2 separate regions of the Mus musculus genome follow, and region 1 is linked to region 2. A link is a contact called in public promoter capture Hi-C data. All regions are on one chromosome and are shown on one strand. The core of a region is the stretch at or near the end of the contact, and the rest is flanking DNA. Distances in the headings are between cores, read along the strand shown.

Evidence for each region. Promoter capture Hi-C pulls out the DNA fragments that hold promoters and counts their contacts.
Region 1: a promoter capture Hi-C map of hippocampal neurons shows a contact between it and region 2, with 12 times the contacts expected there. The contact joins the promoter of Sox21 here to the promoter of D130079A08Rik in region 2. A contact is called at or near these places in 4 of 39 promoter capture datasets (cranial neural crest, frontonasal cranial neural crest, hippocampal neurons and 1 more) and 3 of 484 Hi-C or Micro-C datasets (cerebellum and embryonic stem cells).

The regions. Positions count from the first base shown.
Region 1 is chr14:118,235,494-118,240,934 of GRCm38.p6, forward strand. Sox21 (SRY (sex determining region Y)-box 21) reads right to left here and starts at 1,537. Exons shown (of 1, transcript NM_177753.3): 1 at 1-1,537. The coding sequence starts at 142. Gm4675 (predicted gene 4675) reads left to right here and starts at 739. Exons shown (of 3, transcript NR_131969.1): 1 at 739-1,451.
Region 2 is chr14:104,457,220-104,463,197 of GRCm38.p6, forward strand. D130079A08Rik (RIKEN cDNA D130079A08 gene) reads right to left here and starts at 2,117. Exons shown (of 5, transcript NR_168067.1): 1 at 2,000-2,117. Pou4f1 (POU domain, class 4, transcription factor 1) reads right to left here. Exons shown (of 3, transcript NM_011143.4): 3 at 5,101-5,978.

The DNA.
Region 1 (5,441 bases), core at 287-2,786, about 14 Mb after region 2:
GCTTCCACTCGGCGCCCAGGCGCTTGCTGATCTCCGAGTTGTGCATCTTAGGGTTCTCCTGGGCCATCTTCCGCCGCTGAGCCCGCGACCACACCATGAAGGCGTTCATGGGCCGCTTGACGTGGTCCACAGGCTTGGACATGCTGTCGCCGTGCCGCGGCTGCAGCCCGCCGCCGCCGCCACCGGGGCCCTCGGCCTCCGCCCGGAGGAAATCAATGTTGGCTGCCAGAGGGAACCGGCTCAGCGGGCGGCCGTGCGTCCCCGCGTCGTTCCCGCGCGGGAAGAGAGGACCAGACGACCAGCCCTGGGTCGGGGCGCTGCGTCCCGGACCGCTTTGGTCTGTCTGGTCGAGCTCTAAGAAAAAATCCTCTCCGGGACCCTGAAACTTCTCCTCGGTGTCCCCACTCCGCGGTGTCACTCTGCCCTCTGCTTTTTTGTCCTCTGTCCCGTTGCTTTGGCTCGCCAACTCCCTGCAGGTGGCCGCTGCCTGGTTCTGCTCTCCCCTCTCCTCTGTCTTCAGCGCCTTAAAAGCCAAGCAGCCCCGAAAGTTGAGCGGCGGAGGATCCACCAAGTTGAGCCGAGAAGCCCGCCGCCGCGTGCTGCCAAGTGCCAAAGGGGGCTCTCGGCGGCTGGAGTGTTTGGGTTCTCCCCGGTGACTTTCTCATTTGACAGAAGCAGATGGGAGTGGGGGAGGGGTGGCCGCGAAGAGGAAGAGGAGGGGTAGGGTCGGGGCGCGCAGAGCAGGGCGGCGGACAGAAACACAAACACTGCAGCGGCCCGTCTTCTGTGTCGGGGTCAGGGCGCGCTGATGGAACCCCCAATCCTGTAGTTCTGCTGAGGGCTGACGCTGTCCCCGGGCACCTGCCTGGAGAATCTTGCTGCCGGGCTTTGGCACAGGAGAGGAGAGGAAGGAGGCGGGCTGAGGTTTTGAGTTAGCCTGAGTCGCCGGGCCTCAGTGGAGACTGTCCGGGTTCTCCGACTCGCTGCTGCAGGCTGTCCCCGGGGCCATGCTTGCTCCGCTGGCTCCCAGCTTCCCCGGGCGCACTGAAGGTCTCGGGCTCCCGGAGCACTCCAGAAGCGGAGGGCTGCTCGGTGCGGCGCGGCCGGCCAGGCCCGGGCGCCTTCTCCCAGCTCCGGTCGCAGCAGCCAGACACTTGCAACTAACTTCTCCCAAGTTTCCGGCCCGGGCTCAGCCGCGCCCCTCTCGGTGAGCGCGCCTCCGAGCGTGCGCCCGCGTGGGTGCCGCGCCCGCGAGCCCCTGGGTCCCGGCTACTCCGGGCGCCGCAGGCTGGAAGGATGCAGGGATCCAGGTCCTGGAGGAGGACGGGGATTAAAGAAAACGTGCTATATCACCTCAGATCGCAGGTCTGCTCTGGGGCTGCTCCTGCTTTCCCAGCTCCGGGCCCAGGCTTTCGCTCCGCCGCTTCCGAGGCGACTGCAGCCCGGCTCAGGTGAGTGTCGCCACCTGCGAGTGTTGGCGCCGGCAGCGGGCGCTGGGTGTGCATGTCCAGCCGCGGCCGTGTGTGAGTGTGTGTGTATATCCTGGGAGTGCGGAGGAGGAGCCGGGGAGTCCAGGAGGGAGGAGGGACCAGCGGAGCCTCCTCCCGTCCCCCCTCCCAACACTCCTCCTCCTACTCTTTTTTCACTTTGAGTGCAGGTTTAGGCGAGTGGAGTGTCCGCCGCGCGCCGCGGAGTCTGCGCACTGTTTGGAGCTTGGTGTCGCCGGCGGCTCCCCTGTTCTGCCCAGCGCTGCTGGTGCTCTGCTGGCTGCTCTTCCGGGAGGATGAAAGCGGTACACCAGAGGAAAAGAGCTTCAGAAACTGGCGAGGAAGAGGGTTGAGCCTGGGGGTGGGAGTGGGGGAAGAGTCTTTGAAAGTGTTTGAGACTGTTCCGAATGGCAAGAAAGTACTCATTTTCCTTGGAGGGCCAGGTGTGACTCGCAACAGACGCCTCCGGCAGTTTCTTGCCTCATGGTTGCACTCAGAGGTAGTGGAGTGGAAAGTAGCCCAGGATGGACAGAACATTTTTGGCAAGCCTTTGGAAAAGGAATGAGCCTAGGTTGAGCCCGCATCCCCTTCTGAATACACAGCTTTTTTAAACAGTTGTCTTCTGTCTTGTTTTGCCTTCTTTTAATTCTGGTCGTCAGAGCTATCTCTGTGTTGTTTCTTTAACGTTTGCAGTCTCTCAACGATAGGGCAAAGCTGCTTCAAATCAAAAGCATAAATCATTTCTCTAAATAAAAATTTTAAAAATGTTCTACTCTGACAGTTTTTATGCTGTTGAGCCAGTTTTCTTGCTTGGTAGTTAGAGCTATTATAATTGACGCTATACACAATCAAAAATCAAATAGCACCCCCGAATATTCCTGGGGAACCCCCCTCCTCAGGGACTTTGTGTTTCAGGCAGATTACTTGTCTTCCTTTGGCTGTTTGCAAGTAACACATTCGTATACACGGTTAGCTTTTTTTAAAATGTCTTTTTGCAATTTATGTCCAGTTTGTACACACACGGGACCTTTGAACCATTGATTTGTAATCAGGGCATTAACATGAATTGGTTTGCACTCCTATTTATTTAAGAATTGGGCTTGTTTTGTTGCTCATTTAAATTGAAGAAGGCGATGGCTTTTGAAATGTTTGTTGTGATAACAGACATGCCAGTCAGCAGTGGCATGTTAAGTGGGTTTCTGTTTTCCTTAGCTGTCATGTTTGTAAATGCTTATTTTGTATTGTTTTTGCTCTCCTGTTGCTAAAACAATTGAACTGATTCCTCTAGAATCATAATTCTTTACCTCACTTTTGTAGACACTGTCATTCAGACTCTGGGTGGTGCGATGCTAAGACTCTGGCAAGTGTAATTACATAGACTAGGATATTAAATACACTGTTTCATGATGATAAACTACAAAATTACTGTCTCTGAGCTTTCAACCTACCAACTTGCATAATAGTTTTGAGACAAAATATTACCCACTGTCACACAAAGAACATATATATGGGAACACAATATATGAAAACTGTTATTCACTAATTCTGAATAAAGTTGAGTCTAGTAATGAAAATTATCTTGACATAAAAAGATTGAAGGCTGAAGAAATCAATTTATGTTGGTAATTTAAATAATTTATGCGCTTCAAATTTATCTTATAAACATGCAATAAATTATGATTGCATAGAAATGTTTGTATATATGACTGAAATCTATGCTTATGTATGCTATAAGTTGTCAAAAATCAAATACATAAAACTTTTGTGAATAACCCCAGTATAAACTATGTAACATTGCCCTTTTAGCAAGTGAGCCAAGTTAGAAAACTCAGTAGAAAGCAGAGACATCATAAAAAGAAAATAATTGTGTGTGCGACCTGTGTTCATGAAACAAAACTTAGCACAGTTCAAAATGGGCGATGCTTTGGTTTATCACTTCTGGATTTTTGGGGGGGTGGGGGGTCAGTATTCTTGTCCTGAGACCTTCACATCTGAAGAAAAGAGCATCCTCAATAATTGTGAGATAAAAGAAAATAGTTTCCCTGTTACCCATCAACCTCCAGACCCCTCTGGCATGAGCCCAGCAGAGCTTTTAATAAGGGAAAGCCCCAAACCTTTGTGTGTGTGTGTGTGTGTGTGTGTGTGTGTGTGTGTGTGTGTGTGTGTGTGTGCAAATGTAAATTCAGTTTTCATTTGCTCCCCTGTTATGTTCAGATCGGTAGAATGGCACATGCTTAAACAACTAGGGTGCAGTCCCTTCTGAATGATGAATATGTAGGTTATAGGAAAGGGAATGGCCCATATGAGGAATAGGTAAAAGACAAGGAAATGATAGAGACTTGTCAGTGCGATGGGTCCTGTCGACTCTTAGGAAGCACGCAGAGAGCAGACCACCTGGTTAGTTTCACCAGGAGACTCTGCTTTCTTTAGGGACACGGTAGTGCCCGAGCCACAGAAGTATCCAGTGGGAAACAGAGCAGACTTGCATGGAAAGTCTGTGGGTGTCCTGATACTGCCCTCCCCCGCCTCATAGCCTCCTTCATAATTGCTCTCCTTTCCCAGTCCCGAAAGCTTCACTAGGAGGCAGCAATGATGCTGGCAGGAGTCGAAAAGTACCTGGCAGCATCAAACCAGGCAGATCCACTTTCTTCTTCTCAAAGGCATAGGGAGGTCCAGGTCCCAGTGTGAACCTAGACGCCTCCCCCTCCCCCCCCCCATCTTTTCAACGTTCTCCTCCCCACTTCCTCCTCCTGCTTCTTCCTCCTCCATCTCCTCCTCTCCTTTCCTTTTGCTCCATCCTCACTCTGTATGATATTTTAATCTACAGGTTTCAGGAACCCAACCTTCAGGATACTTTCAACACTTAGAGGCCAAGCCTCATGGTGGGATCCACGTGGAATCGGGGCGTCTAAAACTATCCTTAAGAGAACCTTGGGGTCCAGCTCTTCAGCAGGTGCTAGGAAAGAGTCATCTTTCGCTCGAAATGCAATGCAGCTTGTTTGACCTGCTAAGAAGGGAATGATGACAGCAGCCAACCTTATTTAGGCTTTAGTGACAGCTCTGCTTTCCCAGTCTTTTATCCTACGGGGGGGGGGGGGGGGGCAGGGCGATACAGGTTCCAAATGGATTAAACAGGCAAGAAAAGTGAGTTACATCAGAGGGTACAAATATAGGCTTTCGTATCATTTTGAGATTTCAGTCCCCGATTTTCATCGTTTCTGCTGTGCTTACAAAGCTAAGGTTGTACTGATGAGGTTGTACAAGGAGGTTGGCACTGGCTAGAAGAGCTTTCCCTAATGACTACACTAGAAACACCAAAATTGTCTCTTTCTGACTCTTCGGCCCCACCCAAGGCCCTCAGCCCTACCCCCGCCAGGAAAACCTTTCTAAATTTAAGAGAGGCAGTTGCACAAAATCCCAATTTTAAGCTTCAAGAACCCTGCAAAAATAGCAGAAAGCTTTAATCTCTGTAGATAAGTGCTTTTAAGGGGGTAGATGGGGAGGGTTGAGGGTTGGTTGCTAGGCTGAGGCAAATCCAGAACCACAATCCTGTCATGTGACTCGTGACGTTGGCAGGGCGGGGCCACTCATCAGTTACATCAGCAGCGCGGTCTGTTTATTAGGAGAAGAACAAATCTGAGAGGATTCCTCCTGGATGCCCTTCCTTCTGACTGGGGACCTGTCTGTGGATGCCTTGGGGTTCATTCAGAGAGTAGTTTTCTTATTTCCCAGCTGCTAGGACTTAGTTCTTAGCCCTCTCTGCGCTTTTTGAGAAGTACTATAGAGTAAGAGTCACACCCCAGTTTATGGATTGGAAAGGCGCCTTAGAGTAGGTGATTCCTCAGTAGTCGTCCTATGGCAGGCAACAGAAGGACATCAGCTGCGCAGTCACTGCTGGGTGACTCAGTGTGCAGACCCTCCTGCATTCCTGTGACTGACTTAGGGCCGGTCCTC
Region 2 (5,978 bases), core at 867-3,366:
AGGCTGCACCCAGAGCTGTTTGATAGAGAGTTTCAATAATGTACCACTCTTCCACTTTAGGGGACTGGCTTCTGGTGCTGAAACACTGAGACGGAATTGAATGAAATTTAGAAATAAGATTCAGTTACATTCAGCAACAATCAGGGGGAGAAAAAAACCAAACCACTGTGCTTACATCTGTTTGTATATGGATCTGCACGTGGAGGCTCTGCTTCAAGCTCACAGACAGCCACTGCTCCTCCGCATCACATCAGCAAACAGCTAATGTCAGCTGCATGGATTTATTTTGTTTAAAGATTTATTTTGCTTAAAGTCTTCTTTATATCCAGAACCTGGCAGTAAAGTACCAGTGCAGTTACTGACAGATATTCTTCAAAAGCAAAACCCAAACAGCATAATTTAAAGGGAGATTTTATTCTGAATCTTGTGGCTTGATTTTTTTTTTCCTAGTAGAAGAAATCAAATGCAGTTTACATCTGTAGCATTTAAAAAGAAAATCGGGAAGAAAAATAATGAAAATTTAACTTTAAAGAGTGTGTTTGTATTTTAAATATATTAGTAAATAAAATCCTTAGAGAGATGTTGGCCCATCTTCCTAAGCAAAATATCAAAGTTTACTAACAAACCAAAAGTCTTGACAACAACTCGGAAGGCAGAAGAAACCCTGTGAGTATATGTCCGAATATATAAATGTTGGGCGCGAGAGATAATGTTAAAAAAAAAAATCAAAAGATCCATCTCATTCCGAGCTTACTTGATTCACTTTAACCTCAGAACTGAAGCTTGAAATTCGCTTTGCCCACGTTCTCGCCCTTCCAGCCTCCCGCTGAGAAGCCACTGCGCCCCTTTTGAACTATATTCTGGCTGTTTGCTTGGCAAATAAATACTGTTCCGCCCTATTAAACCTTTTAGGTAGTTTTCATCTCTGGATTCCTCAAATACAGAGCTAATAAGGCGATGCTTTGAAGCTGTTTTACTTTCAAACTATAGCCCCGAGGCGTTAAAACCCACAAAAGGTAAGTGAGAAGTAAACTGCCAGGAGCGAGGCTGCGCCCTTCCTTTCAAAACTGCTGGGACTCTAGCCGAAAATAGTCCGGATTTCAGTGCAAAACCGGGTTTCAATTGGAAGCCCCTGGGAGTTCTATTCGTGTGCCACTTTACCAAAGGAAGTCAAGAGAGAAGAGACCGGTTTAAGTTTAAAAGCCTGGGAATTTCTTGGAAGGAGGTAGAGATGGGTGGTAAAGGCCGAAATTGGTTTCCCTAAGTTGATGCTGGCAAACATGTGTCAGATGGAAGGTAAAGATTAGGAGTTAGTTGGCAGTGGACTCAAGGAACCAGTAAAAGAACTTCTTCAAGAGGAGTGGCAGTGTGCGCCAAGAGATTGCTGGCCGAGCTTAAACTCACTTGGAACCTAGACATTAAGATTACCCATTCGGAAGACTCTATTAACTTACATTTGTTCCCTGCTTTCCCAGTCCCAAGATAGCTCCCGCCCCCGCCCCTCTGCACCCAACATGAGGATTTTTTTTTTAAGTTTAGTTTAAATGTAGGCAAACAAAACAACCAAAACGTATTCGGTTTTAGTGAAAACAGATAAAAAGCGCTTGCCGCTGAAAGGCTACACATTTTAAGTAGATTTGACAAGAAAGATAAGCCTGATCCAAACATCTCTGTACCTCGTCAAAGGCACCCTACCTACCTGCCTTTTCAAATTCCTACATTTCCATTGCTAAAACAGAATGCATTTTAAGATTCTGCAGAGCCCAGGACGCGAGCTCCCAAACCCGTGAGCCTCAGAGCCCTCTGCACATTTAGCTTCTCTTTCTTTTTCTTTCTTTCATCGCAACGATTTGATAAAGTCGCAGAGATGATCAAAATTAACATAAATCATTATTAGTTATTAGGATTTGCTCTAAATTACACTGTGAATATCGCACCAGCCCCATCTGCCGCCCCTGCTCTCTCAGCAATAGATTGCAGATAAAATAAATGTCCTTACCCCATTAGAAGGTTCCTGTCTCTGTAGCCAAAAGCCAAACAAAAGCAATAAATACCAGGCTTTTTCTCTCACTATTCAGCTGCGACTCTTCTCATCAGCCCTTCCTCTGGAAAAGCTCAATAGCTGCCTGAAAATATTGCATTTTATATCACCAAAGGGCGATTAATATTGCATTAACTGTATTTAACATTTTTAAGCGCGAGTAATCTACAATGAGTTACTTTCTGTTAGTAAGTACAGGGGCGTCAGAACTCCTGCAGACCACTTAAGATAGCTTTGTGAACGGATTATTTATCTCACACGTTGTATTTTTTTTTAATAATGTAAGGGTGTGCCACGCGATGTTTGAAGTAGAAGAAGCCGTGCTAATGGTCTGCTGAAAGTATTCTGACACTGTCTGGAGACGGCCAGGTCTCTGCCTTCATTAAATGTTTATTGTCAACACTTGGCAGGGGCGGGAGGGAGAGAAGAGACCTGTGCAAGTGATTTTCCGCGGTTGGAAATTGTCAACGTTTTGTTTTATTCCGATTCTCGTCTATAGAAGTTTGTATACATTGTGCTGTGCTGAGGCTAGGCGTCGGAGTTATTAAACAAACTTATGCTTGCAATTCGTTTTACTCGATAAATGCGCGGTCTCTTTTCTCTCCATCCACCCTCTTTGCCAAGTCTTCATCAAGCTCTCTGCCAGTCCCTTCCGCTTCCCTTCACCCCTTCAATTTGTTCCTAGCCACCTCCCTCAGAGCAGACTGGGACGCTCTTCCCCATTCCACCGGGGGAGGGGGACGATCTGAGGGAGAACACGAGGGCTTTGCAGCACCCCAATCCTTTCGTCCAGATATAAATCCTCTCTAGTCTAATCAGTTCGCGGGGTATTGCATCTTAACAACAAAGCAAAAGCCTAGGTCGTATTCATCCAATTCTTTTGAAAATAAACAAAAAATTAAAATAAAAAATAAAATAAAAATTAAACCTGCAAAACCAAATTTGAAACTTCTGCATCCGTTAACTGACTTTTGACTTAGGCAAGTTGGGATGTAAAAAGAGAATTTTTAACTAATATGAGATTTGCGTCTTCTTCCCTTTTCACTCAAACTGATCTCAAAGGCACTTAGGAGAGGAACTCGACCTCTGACAGCGCCTAATTTTTGAAACCGGGAACTGCAGCTGACTCCCCCAAGTCGCGCTCAGTGCGCATGTGCGGGCTCTGCTCCCTCCCTTTCCCCCCCCCATCCCCCACCCCCCCGCCACGCTCCACGCACTCAGTCCGCTCGGACTCGCCCCCACCACGGTCTGAGCTCGGTGGCTACCAGTGCGCACGCGCGCGGGATGCCCTAGCCTTGGGCTCTTAACCCGCTCGCATCTACTCTTGCCTGGCTGTATGCTGCCCCTGACCGGGAAAATGCTGGTTGTCTGGCGACTAGGAACCTAGGGGCCAGGGGTCCCCAGCAAGAAGCTCGGGCGTGTGTGTGTGTGTGGGGGGTGCACCCCTGGTAGCTGAATACACGACCCAGTTACTCTGGTTTGGGCCTGCACACGCCATCCTCCCTCCCTGTCGTGAAAAGTTAGGCGGGTGGGGTGGGTGGGTTACAAAAGGGCGGCTGCGGGAAGCAGGGAGCCCAGGAGTTGCTCCCGTAATCACAGAGTCAGAGGAGTGCTCGGACAGCCAGCGCCACCCTCCGCAGCCTGCGGTTTTCAGGGATGGAGTCACCCAGGGCTGTTTCCCATCAAGCTGACTTGACAACAATTAAGAAAGTTTTTAATTAGCTTCTTGTTATCATTCATTTTATTAATTTCCAGAACCCTCAGTCCATGAATTATTCAGAGGGCAAGGCAACCCGAGTGGGGTGGCCGCGCGTCCGCGTCGCACGTGCCCGGCTGGACTACGGCCCGAGTTGCGCACTTGAAGTCGCACAGGCGCGAAGGTTTGATCAAATATTAAATAACGTAATTATTGCGACAAGGCTTATCTCGCAGGTGAAAGAGAGGGCCCCGCGAGAACTTGATTTCGGCTGCTTTGGGTTTTTTTTTTTTTTTTTCAATTAAGCGGGTGGCCTCCTTTAAAACAGCCCACGAGGATTGTGTGGCTCCTCTGGTGTGGCTAAAACTGTTGTAGTGGTGATGGCGAGGGCAGAACATTATCTAGTATAATTGTGGTTGTCACTTCCCCTCTGGCCATCAAGACCCTTAGAATAAGGTTGGGAACACCAGTTTTAGCCAGTCAAAGGCTCCTATTTAAACTCAAAGCACCAAATAAGGAAAGCCCACCCACTTGAAAGATAGAATGTGGGTATCAGCCCAGGTAACATTCAAGTCCAAAAGCCCAGAAAACAAAGATGAATCTTGGGGCAGGAACTTACCAACAGTGTTGATCTGGGTCCTCGTTCTGAGAGGCTAAATGTAAGAACCAGACCCAAGCAATCTTAGTGTCACAAGAAAGTAAAAACCGATACAATCACTGCAGTGGGTGCCTACTGTTTATTATACAGCTTATAACTGAAGTTGAGAATAATTTAAAAACACGAATTAGACAAAAGTCTATCCCGAAGCTAGCTGATGGATGCTGGTGACATCCTTTCTTAGACCTACAGAAAAAGCAGAATCCCATAGAGTTCAGAAAGCAGTTTTGAGAGGAAGGTAGCATTTCTGTGGTGAGTGCACTCAACGCATATTTTTCGTTTTCCCTTTCTTATTCTGCTCTTGTGTGTCTAAAGAGTCTATCACAGAATCAGAGCCCAGTTCCCCTACCTTCTGAAACTTCTGTTCTTTAGAGGAGTTCAGACTCACACATTTTATTTCCACAAATTAGCAGCTGTGGGAGGAAATTTTCCCGACTTTCTGAACCAGAGAACTTGAAAAAGCCTAACTACCACAGATCAGCAAATCATTGCCTTCTCTTGAGGAGTCTCCTTTTAACATTTTCTGTGAGTTGACAGCTAAAGGAGTCTAACAGGAGCTCGCTCAGTCCTTCCTGGCCTGAACACATCCACTCACTAGAAAGCAAAACTTTTTTTTTTTTTTAATTTTGCACAGTTTCCTACTACATAAAATAGGAAACCCTGCAAAGCGATGCGTTTTCATGATGTTTTATTAACATAATAGTCTTTTTTTTTTTGTACTGGGCAAGGATTTACTTAGTACAAAACAAATGCTTAAATTCTTAATACATACATTATCCATTATTATATAATACAAATGTATTTGCCTGCAACATTTCTGTTTGAGCAGATTATTAGAAAAACAACCTTTGTAAATCTTTTTATTTGTTCATCCCTGGATCTCCAACAATGAAATCTGGTCATACTTTTCTATAAAATAATGTGTTCTTTTACAAATGTATTTTATTAGAAACTCTGATGATATCTCAAGTCAATAACAGAAACAAATCAATTTTGATGGAAGAGATCTATTTTTAAAAATACCTCTAGTGCTTTTTAAAATATTAACAACTGTTTTAAAATCACACCTTTTTAAAATGTACTATTCTTTTCTGAACACTTTTCTTTCACAGATATGCCGGTGAAGTTAAAAAGATTTAGCTAAAATAGGATGACTTCAGAGGATATAGTCCCAACTATTAAGAAAGTTTGTACATTTGGCATTTGATCTAGTTCCAGGTCACCAAAAGAAAAAGAAAAAAGAGAAAGAAATAGAACACCTCTTGTCAATGTGAAGCAATAGGTGGTATGCAGAATGTTCTAAATGAAGTGAAGCATTTGACAAGTTGTTGGGGCAGATCATAGGATACTTTTCTAATTCATTAACTGCCAACGAAAAGTCCTTTAGTTACAACGTTTTTTGTTTTTTGTTTTTTGTTTTTTTTTTTTTTTTTTAGATGTGTTTTTCGAGTAGAACAGCACATTCAAACCTCTCGATGCCTGAATCCCTGACCTTCAACTTAAATACTTTGCAGGTGCCTGGTTGTTTACAGCTTACCATCACCACTCTGAAACCAACGAAGTGGCTTAAAAGCTTCTGCAGA